2 separate regions of the Mus musculus genome follow, and region 1 is linked to region 2. The links are chromatin contacts, called in public HiChIP or PLAC-seq maps. All regions are on one chromosome and are shown on one strand. The core of a region is the stretch at or near the end of the contact, and the rest is flanking DNA. Distances in the headings are between cores, read along the strand shown. Region 1 holds the start of Gpkow (G patch domain and KOW motifs). Region 2 overlaps Clcn5 (chloride channel, voltage-sensitive 5).

Region 1 (5,674 bases), core at 1,289-3,788, 490 kb after region 2:
GTACTGAGATTGAAAGTGTGCACTGCTGTGCCCCATTCTAAATATTTATGCTTAAGAGCACAGATTTATTTTGTGGGCAGTGGTGAATGCAGAGCTTCAAAAAAAAATCAAAGTGAAGAAGTGACTTTGAGTACTCAGTCCTAAATGGGACATTTAAATCACACACACACACAGGGAGAGAGAGAGAGAGAGAGAGAGAGAGAGAGAGAGAGAGAGAGAACATCGTGTAAGAGCTTGAAGGATGGGGAGGAGTATAGTGAAAGACTATCTTGTGGACATGGCATGGCGTTGTTGTGCTTTATAAGAATATAAGGGAGGAGAAGGAATACGTCTGGTGGATGTGCAGTCAGGTGTGGGGGAAGGGGGTGCCTCTGCGGGTCCATGCTGAAGCAATCCTTCGCCATGAGGGACCAGCCACAGACAGTATAGTGTAGAATAGAGTTTATTCAGGGCATGGGGAGGGGAGTTGAGAGGGGAGAGAGAGAGAGAGAGAGAGAGAGAGAGAGAGAGAGAGAGAGAGAGAGAGAGAGAGAGAGGAGTAGAGGCTGGCCATGAGCACGTGGAGAGAGAAGGTGGAGGGGAATGAGGAGAGAGAGAATATGGAGTAAGAGAGAGAGGAGGGGCAAGTAGCCCCTTTTATAGCTCAGTCAGGCACACCTGGCTATTGCCAAGTAACTATGGGGCAGAGCTTAGACTAAATGCCAACAGCTGTTGTACTCCTGAACTCACATGCACAAAACAACTTATCAACCCATCATGGATGGGGGAAGAGCACATTAGGCCCCATCCTCCCTTGGGAACTATAGGCAGTTAATGGTTGGTAGGTGTTACATTCCTCAGTGATGTGGCTGCCATAAACTGCCCTTGCTCAAGTAAGCAGCTCATATAAACAACCCTAGTTAAACACAGTATGGTGATGAAGGTACCTAAAGAGCTTAGCCACACTGAGAGTTTGTGGTCTGAAAAAATCTTTTTCCTATAGCTTTATGGATTTATTTAATTATTTATTTATTATATGTAAGTACTGTCTTCAGACACACCAGAAGAGGTCATCAGATCTCATTACAGATGGTTGTGAGCCACCATGTGGTTGCTGGGATTTGAACTCAGGACCTTCAGAAGAGCAGTCAGTGCTTTTAACTGCTGAGCCATCTCTCCAGCACTATGGATATTTTTCTATTGCATTCTCTACGTATATTAGTCAAGGTTTTATTGCTTCAATGAAACACCATAACCAAAAAGCAAGTTGGGGAGGAAAAGGTTTTATTTGGCTTACACTTTCACATCACTGTTCATCATTGAAGGACAAGAACTCAAACACGGCAGGAACCTGGATGGGTACTGCTTACTGGCTTGCTCCCTGTGGCATGCTCAACCTGCTTTGTTACAGCACCCAGGACCACCAGCCCAGGGATAACACCACCCAAATGGGCTAGGCCCTCCTCTATTAATCACTAATTGAGAAAATGCCCTATAGCTGGATTTTATAGAAGCATTTCCTCGGGGCTGGCAAGATGGTTCAGTGGTTAAAAGCATTGACTACTCTTCCAAATGGGTCCTGAGTTCAAATCCCAGGAACCACATGGTGGCTCACAACCATCTATAATGAAATCTGACTCCCTCTTCTGGAGTGTCTGAAAACAGCTACAGATAATAATAGATAAATAAATCTTTTTTTAAAAAAAAGCATTTCCTCAACTGAGACTCCTTCCTCTCTGACTACTCCAGCTTGTCTCAAGTTGACACACAAAACCAGCCACTGCACAGTTATTCACTTTACATATAATTAGATAAAATTTGTTTTCATATTTTATTCATTTGTTCATGTTTACATGTATATGTGTTCATGCATAGCATGGCACTTGTGGTGCCGTCAGAGGCAACTAGTGGCTAACTCTATCTTTTTACTATGTAGGATCTTCAAGAACTCAGGTCTTCAGCTTTTGTAGCAGACACTATTACCCATTAAGTCATCTTGTGTAAATGAAACTTTTTTTTTTGGGGGGGGGGGTTCGAGACAAGGTCTCTCTGTGTACCCCTGGCTGTCCTGAACGCCTGCCTCTGCCTCCCAAGTGCTGGGATTAAAGGTGTGCGCCACCACTGCCCGGCAGTAAATGTAACTTTTATTTGCCTGATGTAATTGTTGTCTCCATGGTTTACTGCTTTCATCTGCTAAAGTAGACCTAGCCCTGGAAGCCTCCAGCCTCTATCAGTAAGGTTCACATTGTGGAAGCACATTATGAGTTTTATTTATTTTGTTTTGTGTATATAAACATTTTGCCTGAATTTATGTTCGTGCATCACATGCGTGCATGGTGCCTGAGGATGTCGGGAAAGGGTATAGGATACTCTAGAACTGAATTCATAGCGGTTGAATACCGAGGAATAACCTAATCAATCTTCCACAGCGGCTATACCACTGAGAACTACATTTCCCAGGATGCCGTATGGCACGTTCCTATGACGTTTCAAAGAGTTTCTGCGCCCTGATTCCTGTTTCCCACGGCTACAAGGCACTTGTCTTTGAGGCGTTGCATGCTGGGATTGATTCTTACGTTTCCCGGCCAGCCCCTCACGGCTCGAGCTAAACTTCCCAGCAAGCGGAGCGCTCGCCTGTGACTCGAGCGAAGATGGCGGGCCGTGAGAGTCCGCCGCCGTCTGCCCCGTCAATGGCTCCAATTTCTTTCGGGTTCACTCGCACGTCTGTCCGGAGGCGACTGGCAGACCTCGGAGATAGCGAAAGACAGGCCCCAGAGGAGAAAGATTTCTTGGCGACCGTGGAAGGGAGGAAGCTGCAGAGGTGAAACGCCGGGTCTTTCGCGTTTTGGAAATCTGTGAAATGGGCTTAAGCAGGAGGGCAGAGTAAGAGTTGTTTGTCCTGGTGACAGTGGCCTGGAAAGCCTGAAACACTGCCTCGGGAAATTTATGGAGGTAACCAGGAGTGGCGGCAAACGCCTATAAGTCAGGACCTGGGAGGCTGGCGCAGGAGGATCAGGAATTGAACGCTAGCCTGGGCAACTAAAAAACAAACAGGAAGAACATAAGAATGTAAGGGCAAGAAGAGGGAGGTTTGTTAGGTGGGTGAAATGGGGCCTGAGAACCAGAGGTATAGATTCCTCAGAAAAAATGTCGTTGGGACTTGAGTATGTGTGCCTTTTGAGAAAGGGAAAGGAGGGAAAAATGACAGGATTCTTCCTGTCTCAGCTGAAATTGTGGGAGCTTCTCCGATTTGGAGAACTAGGCAAATTCAAGTCTGGGGAGGCCATCAGCAGTATAATTAAGTAAGAAACAAAGGTCCGAAAGGCCTAAGTGGGGGACTTGTAAAAGGCAGCTTGCCGGCCCGGAACCGGGAAGAATCTGGACTAAAGATGGTGATTTTTAGGCCATTGTGGTTGAAGGCCTAAGGCTGATTCCCACAAGACATACTTAAAGAGATCCATGGTTGTAATTCCAGCACTAGGGGATTGCACCAGGCTGACTGAGAGTTTATAAGACCAGCCTGAGCTAAATCGTGAGATGTCTCAAAAAAAAAAAAAAAAAAAAAAAAACGAGTGGACCTGTGAATAGTAACCTGTGAACATGGTCCATAGGACTGGGCATTGATCTTTCTTTCTTTCTTTCTGGCCATTGAAATTGATTTTCTTTGTTTCCTAACCTCCTTTCTATCTTGATATTTATACTTTCTTTCTTTGGAGGGGGCGTCAAGACAGGGTTCCTCTGCATCCTGGCTGTCCTGGAACTCACCCTGTAGATCGGGCAGGCCTTGAACTCAGAGATCCTCCTGCTTCTGCCTCCTGAGTGCTGCTGGAATTAAAGTCATGCGTCACCACTGCCGGCCTGATATTTCTGCTTTGTGACATGTCTACTTTCCCAACCTTTTTTCTCTCCCGACATAAGTGTGAACCCTCCAGAAGCCCCCAAGGAGCTGGTTATCCCGTTGATCCAGAATGGCTCTCGCAGGCAACCTCTGTCCAAGAACCCTAAGCCATCCTCAGAAACTAGCACCGTGTTGATGTCAGACGGTGTGTTGTCCCAGGCTGTGAAGGAACTCATTGAGGGTGAGTGGACCCTGTCTCTTTGCTCTGCCCCAGTGCAGATAGAAGGGGAAGATGTTGGAAGGATAGGCTGTGGCCTCATTGATCCCTCCCATTCTTCCTTAGAATCCAAGAAGTCTCTGGAGGAGAGGGAGAATGCAGGTGTTGACCCCACGCTCACTATCCCCATGATCCAGAAAGGATGTACTCCCATTGAGGAAGGATCAGACAGCGAACCTCAGGCTGAGACAGTGAGCGGCCCCTCTACCTCCCTCCTACACTGTTCCCTCTGCCCTGGCTGCCTAGCCTCCTTGCACATAGCCGGAAAAGTGTGTGTGCGTGTCCCTAAGCCCTGCCAATTAGCCTTTCCTCCTTCCATTCTTATTAGAAAAATTAACAAAATAGATAGGGCATTTTAAAAACGTACTTGAATTCTGGGATGATGTGAATGAGGTGGACAACAAAGTAGACAGGACGTACAGGTGCCATGAGGCTGTGCATTGTTTGGAGCCGCATTGGCCTGTTTCCTCTTTCCTTCTTTCTTTGGTCTGATTTCAGACTGCATGTTTGAGGAGCACTGAGAAAGCCTACTACTGGATTGCAGTGAATGATGAGGGGTTGGGCAGTGGATGAAGGCAGAGGGGGGCAGGACAGAAAGGGCATTCTGAGCTCCAGAGGGCTCCTGTCTTTTACTGTGAGTGAAGTGAGAGCTAAGGGGATGTCTTGAGCAGACAAGGGTTATAACAGGGTCCCCATTGTCTGTCCTGACCAAAAATGACTAGGAAGTGAAGGTAGGGAAGGAAGAAAGGAACCTAATGCAGGATAGAGGTCACAAGGACACACACATTCATAGGAGTGGCTGGAGTGAGGGCTGGAAGGACAGTTAGGGTTTAGTGAGAGAAGAATGATCAGAGTGGGCACTTTTTAGTTTTTTGAGACAGGGTTTCTCTGTATAGCCATGGCTGTCCTGGAACTCACTTTGTAGACCAGGCTGGCCTCGAACTCAGAAATCGCCTGCCTCTGCCTCCCGAGTGCTGGGATTAAAGGCGTGCTCTACCACGCCCAGCTCAGAGTGGGCACTCTTAATGGCAGCAACAGCCCAAGAAAGCAACACTTATGGGTCAATCTGAGCCAACTTGCAGTGTGCTGTATCATTGGAAAGGAATGAAGAAATGACAGCAAAAGAGATGGAAAGTGTGTTTGTGGAAGTCAAGTTTTGAGTTCAGCTTCTTAGCTTTTTAGCTTTTTTTTTTCCTTTTGACACAGGGTTTCTCTGTATAACAGAGATCCTCTGGCCATCCTGAATTCACTTATGTAGACCAGGCTGACCTCAAACTCACAGAGATCCACCTCCCTCTACCTTCTGAGTGCTAGGATTAAAGATATGTGTCATCACGCCTGGCTAGTATTTTAGCTTTTATTCAGACAATTTTTGTGATACATCCTCTCTTTCAGCTGAGCTGGTCTTAGCCTTCTCGTGTGCTTTACTTTCTTCTTTTTGAGACAGTCTCATGTTGTCTAAGCTGGCCTTGAATTCACTCTGTTGATAAAAATGACCTTGAACTTCATGCTTACAACTATAATCAGGCTTTGGTCTGCCCTACTTTTTTGGAAACAGGGTCTTGCTGTATTCCTGACTG
Region 2 (5,556 bases), core at 2,491-4,990:
CTGCAGACTTCACCTCTCATTCTGGATTTCCAAATCCAATCTCTCAGTCCCACGTGCAGCTTGTAACAGAGCACCTGAAGAACCCCACCCCCACCCCTGCTCCAACACTGGGGATGCCTCAGATCTTCCTCTCCTGACCTCCCTCCCCAATTGCTGGAGATTGGGGCTGTGATAAGGCCCCAATCTCCAGCAGGCACTCCCAGTTAGCCCACAGGCTACTCCAGCCAGAGAAGCAGGATCTAAATCCAGACCTAACTCCCCTCCCTTGATTCTCCAAACCTAGTCTCATTCCCACATCAACAAGAGAACACCTGCAGCAGTCTCTTCCCACCTAATCTCACGGTAGATCCCACAGATCTTCCCTCCCTCCCTCCCCCAAATCTTCTATTTGACATTCCCAACCCCCACCCCTCCCCAGCTCTAGCAGGCACTCTCTGAGAAGCCACAGGCCAGGCTGGGCTGGTAATCAGGTAGCTAATTAGAGCTTCCTCTCTCCCTCTGCTCCTCCAAATTAATCCCCCAGTCTCATTTCCAGCTCTGCAGCCTCCTTTCCCATCCATCCTACACCCATCTCCAGAGGATAACACAGATCTTCACTTCCAAACTTTATTCCCCCAACTTATTGCTTTGTCCCAGCCTTCAACTCCAGCAAGCACTCCCTACGAAACCAGGAGCTACTCCAAACAGGAAGGCAGGCAGGCAGGCAAACTGAAGAGCTTCAGTTCTCCCACATCCCCAGCGCTGAAGCAGACTTTTTGCTGTGAAATCTCCTCACTCTCTACCCCCATTCCCAGGGGACTAAGCAGATCCTGCTGGAACACCCTACTTTCCTCCTTGTACAGACCCTCCACCACCACAAGCCCTCCACCACCACAAGCCTAACCCCACTCCTAAGTCTCAGGAAGCAATGCCCAGAAACACATTTTACCCCAGATTTTCCCACAGGCAACAGGCAGACAACACTCTCCTAAGAACCAGAGAGGAAACAGAAACCAAGGAACAAAACACCCACCAAAGACCTAGAATTACAATCTTCCCATACCCAGATGCCTACATGCCAGCATAAAAACACAATCAATAACAGTCATGACAATATGTCTCCTCTAGAGTTCAGCAACCCTCCCACAGTAGGCCCTGAGTGTTCTAACATACCTAAAAACACAAGAAAGAAAAAGACCCCGTAAAACAGCATTTTTGAACATGGTAGAAGTCCCTAAATAGGAAACAAAGAGATCCCTTAAAGAAATCTATGAAAACACAAACAGTGGAAGGAAATGAATAAAACTATTCAAGACCCGAAAGTCAATATAGAATTAATAAAGGAAACCAAAACCAAGGGAAATCTGGAAGGAAAAAATTTAGGAACTGTGACAGGAAGCACCGAGTCAAGTTTCACAAACAGAATACAAGAGATGGAAGAGAGAATCTGAGGCTCTGTGACACGCGTGAAGTCAAAGAAAACATAAAACAAACAAACAAACAAAAAATCCTGGCATGAAACATCCAAGAAATCTGGGACACTATGAAAAGACCAAAACTAAGAACAATAGGAATACAGGAAGAAAAATCCCAGGTCAAAGAAAATATTTTCAAAACACACACACAGAGAGAAAGGGAGAGAGACAAGGAGAGAGAGAGAGAGAGAGAGAGAGAGAGAGAGAGAGAGAGAGAACAACAAAATAACAGGCATCAATGGTTATTGGTCACTGATCTCTCTCAATATCAGTACTCTCAATTCTCCCAATAAAAAAACAAAGACTAAAACCACACCACAATATCAAGGACAGACATCACCTTAGGGTTAAAATTAATGGGAAAAAAAAAGGACAGTCTAAGCAAAGGGACCTAAGAAGCAAGCTGGTGTAGCCATTTTAGTATCCAGCAAAACAGACCCAAAACTAATCAGAAGATATAGTTTCCTAGGACACTAATTCCTACCAATGGAAAAATCTACCAGGAGGATTCTGTAGTTCTTCACATCTATGCCACAAATGCAAGGGCACCCAAGTTCTTGGAAGAAACACTTCTCCAGCTTAAATCACATACTGGCCCTCACATACTGAAGGTGGAAGGCTTTAATACTCCACTCTCACCAACAGCAGATCATCCAGACAAAACCTAAACAGATAATTGTTGGAGATAAGTGATGTGGTAAGCCAAATGGGCCTAAAGGATATTTACAGAATAGTTTGCCCAAACTCAAAGAGTATAGCATCTTCTCAGCACCTTTTGAAAATGTATCCCAAACTGACCACATGCTGAGGCACAAAGCAAGTCCCAATAGCTACAAGAAAACTGAAATAATACCGTGCATCTTATCTGAACACCATGGATTAAAGCTGGATATCAACAAGAGAAAGCTTATAAACTCATGAAAACTGAGTGACTCTAGTGAGTGAGAAATGGGTCAAAACAGAAAGGAAGAGAGAGTTTCTGGAACCGAATGAAAAGGAACAGACAACAAAGCCCAACTTGTGAGAGCAGCCACAGTGAAAGCAGTGCGAGCTACGAGGAAAGTTCACAGCACTGAGTGCCTGCATTAGAACCTGGAGATATCAAATACCAGCGAAGGAACAGCACACCTGAAAGCTCTAGAACTGAAAGACATAAGTACACCCAAAATGCCTAAACAGCATAAAACAATCAAACTCAGGGCTGAAATCAATAAAACAAACCAACCAAGTACCAAGAAGACACTGAAACAGAGAGTTGGTTATTTGAGAAAATAAATAAGATTGACAAACCCTTATCAAAATGAACTAGAAGGCAGAAAGAGAAGATCCAAATGAACAAAATTAGAAATGAAAAGGGGGACATAACGACAGGGACCAATGCAATACAATCATTACATCATACATTGGTAATCAACCGAAATCTGATTTGACATAAGACCTACCCTACAAGATACAAACCATACTGACACTATTTGGGTGAGCAAGAACCTGAGACTAGATAGCCTAGGTGTGTAGGGTAAAGTCAAATACTACTGGTTAAACAAATATGACATAGCGATGACTCCTAATGACATTCTGTTATACTCATAGATCTGTGCCCTTTTCAGCCATCATCAGAGAAGCTTCCTCCTGCAGCAGATGGGAACAAACACAGAGACCCACAGCCAGACATTACACAGAGAGTGGGAGACCTTAGAACACTCCTCCTAGATGGGATGTCTCCATCCAATCCATCCCCCTCAGAGCTCAGAGTACCCACAGAAGAGGAAGTAGAAAGAGTATAAGAGCCAGAGGGAATGGAGGACACTGGGAGCACAAGGGCCTGTAAAGCAACATGCTCAAATCCCATATGAACTCACAGACTACGTAGCTCTCACAGGGTCTGCACCAGATCCCTTGTGTATATTATGGCTTCCAGTATAGTGTTTTTATGCGACTCCTGAGTGTGTGAATGAGTGTGTGAATGAGTGTGTGAATGAGTGAGTGGGCCATGATTTCTTAGGCCTTCTCTTGGGTTCTTTTCTCCTTTTTTTGTTTATTTGTTTTGTCCAATTTTAATGTGTTAGCTTTTGTTTTATCTCATTATATTTTATTGTATTCTTTTTTTTAAAATGACAGAACTGTAAGTGGGTCTGTATGGCATTTTCTGAACTAGTTATTAGTGATCCATAGGAGGAGGAAGATCCAGCCCATTGTGGGTGGTGCCACCGCTGGGACACGGGTCCTGGGTTCATTATAAGAAAGCAGACTGAGCAAGCTGAGTAAGCCTGTACTCAATGGAGTCTGCACCAGCTCCTTCCTCCAGATTCCTTCCCTATTTGAGTTCCTGCCCGAGCTGTTTTTGATGATAAACTGTTATACGGAAGTGTGACTGAAATAAACCCTTCCCTTTCCCCCTCCGCTTTCCTCCTCCCCCCACCCCCAAAGAAAAGGAAACTGCACTCAGATATTTACAGCACCTTTTTTACAACTGCAAAAAATAAAAACCTAGAAGCAATCAAGATATTCCTCAGTAAGTGAATGAATTTTTAAAAAGTGATATATCTAGACAATGGACTGTCATCCATTAAAAGAAATGGATTAGCTATCAACTCACATAAAGACTTTAAGGAATCTTCGAAAACCATTTCTTTATGTTGTGTGTATGTACATTTGTGTACACATGTAAATGTCAGAGAAAAACCTCACTCAGTTCTCTCCCTCTAGCACCTGTGACCTACAGATGGAGCTCAAGGCTTCAAGCTTGGGCACACACACCCTTATGCACCGAGATATCTCACCCTTCTGATGACTCCTTTTGCCTTTTTGATACAGGGTCTTGTTATGTAGCCCAGGTTGGCCTTGATCCTCATGACTTAACCAAGGTAAGCAACAAAAGAAAGTAGGAATAGACTAGAACCTGAAGTATAGAGCAATACAAATGATGGAATAAATAAATGGCTGGGAGAGCAGACAAAGCTCCCCTGGACAGTCTCAAGGCCTGGGCTTCCCACTCCTTTCTGAGGAGTTCAGTGTAGAAAGGAAGGAAAACTCAGTCAGGCGATCAAAGTTACCATCAACAACAGTATGTCATGTTGGTGGGTCACTTAATCTCTGCGGTCTTCATCTCCCAAAGCCCCAATCGAAGCCTACTCAGGAGAAAATGTAGGGTAAATTTCAAAAGGAGGGGCACTTTGTAAAATACCTGACTACTGTTCAAAATTGTTAAGGTCACTGAAAACAGGAAAAACCCAAGGATGTGTCACAACTACATGGGGCCTAAGATGACAAAACTGTGTCTCTGTGAAAGTGATAATGTGGCTGAGCTGTGAGGTAACACCAAGTAAATCTGAGTTTAATATAAACTTTAATAAACATAAAGAGATAGATAAGGGCTGGTGAGATGGCTCAGTGGGTAAGAGCACCCGACTGCTCTTCTAAAGATCTAGAGTTCAAATCCCAGCAACCACATGGTGGCTCACAACCATCCGTAACGAAATCTGACTCCCTCTTCTGGGGTGTCTGAAGACAGCTACAGTGTACTTACATATAATGAATAAATAAATTAAAAAAAAAGGTGTTGATCATCATGCCCAGCTTTAAAAAAGAAAAAAAAGAGATAGATAAAACACTAACGGATACGGAGTGTGGAATCTCCCCATTTTCCTATGAAGTAAAGTACAGGCAGATTTAAGCCTGTGGATATCATCACATGCATAATGAAGGCCTGGCCTAGTAGCTTATACATATAACCTACAACCTAGGCAAAGGGATGCGCAGGGTTTGAGGGCAACCTATACCATATAGTATGTACCAGCCTGACCTCGGCTTCAAAGTCAGACCCTGTATCACAACCACCAACCCCAAAACAACAACAAAGCCAAAAAGATTTACTGTTTAAGGCTCATGTGGTTTCTGTCCCTATGGTTCTTTTGACTCAGGCCTCACCACCCATTTTCCTAGAACATCTGTTTAAGAGAGTTGCACACATTTGGCCAGGTCACATAGTTGGAGGAGAAGCCTGTTGCTTTTTCAGACAATCTTTGCATGAAGCACAGGCTAGCTAGTCTAGAACCCACTATTCTCATCTTCCCTGAGTGCTTGGATTTCAGGTCAGGACTCT

The links. HiChIP or PLAC-seq counts read pairs in DNA pulled down with a chosen protein or histone mark.
Region 1: a contact with region 2 is called in an H3K27ac HiChIP or PLAC-seq map of microglia, with 8 times the contacts expected there. The contact joins the promoter of Gpkow here to the enhancer-like site in region 2. A contact is called at or near these places in 6 of 39 promoter capture datasets (the 3T3-L1 cell line, hippocampal neurons, liver and 2 more) and 1 of 115 datasets of contacts at active chromatin or transcription factors (microglia).

Annotation. Positions count from the first base shown.
Region 1 is chrX:7,694,596-7,700,269 of GRCm38.p6, forward strand. Gpkow (G patch domain and KOW motifs) reads left to right here and starts at 2,539. Exons shown (of 11, transcript NM_173747.3): 1 at 2,539-2,800; 2 at 3,898-4,058; 3 at 4,161-4,285. The coding sequence starts at 2,631.
Region 2 is chrX:7,200,526-7,206,081 of GRCm38.p6, forward strand. All of the region lies in intron 3 of Clcn5 (chloride channel, voltage-sensitive 5), which reads right to left. Among named protein-coding and RNA genes, the nearest start is that of Mir500, 34 kb to the right of the region's middle. Within about 2 kb of position 3,741, at least 10 of the 459 cell types and tissues checked have an H3K27ac peak or open chromatin away from gene starts, as enhancers often do. A contact at or near this core is called in microglia, where this site is marked.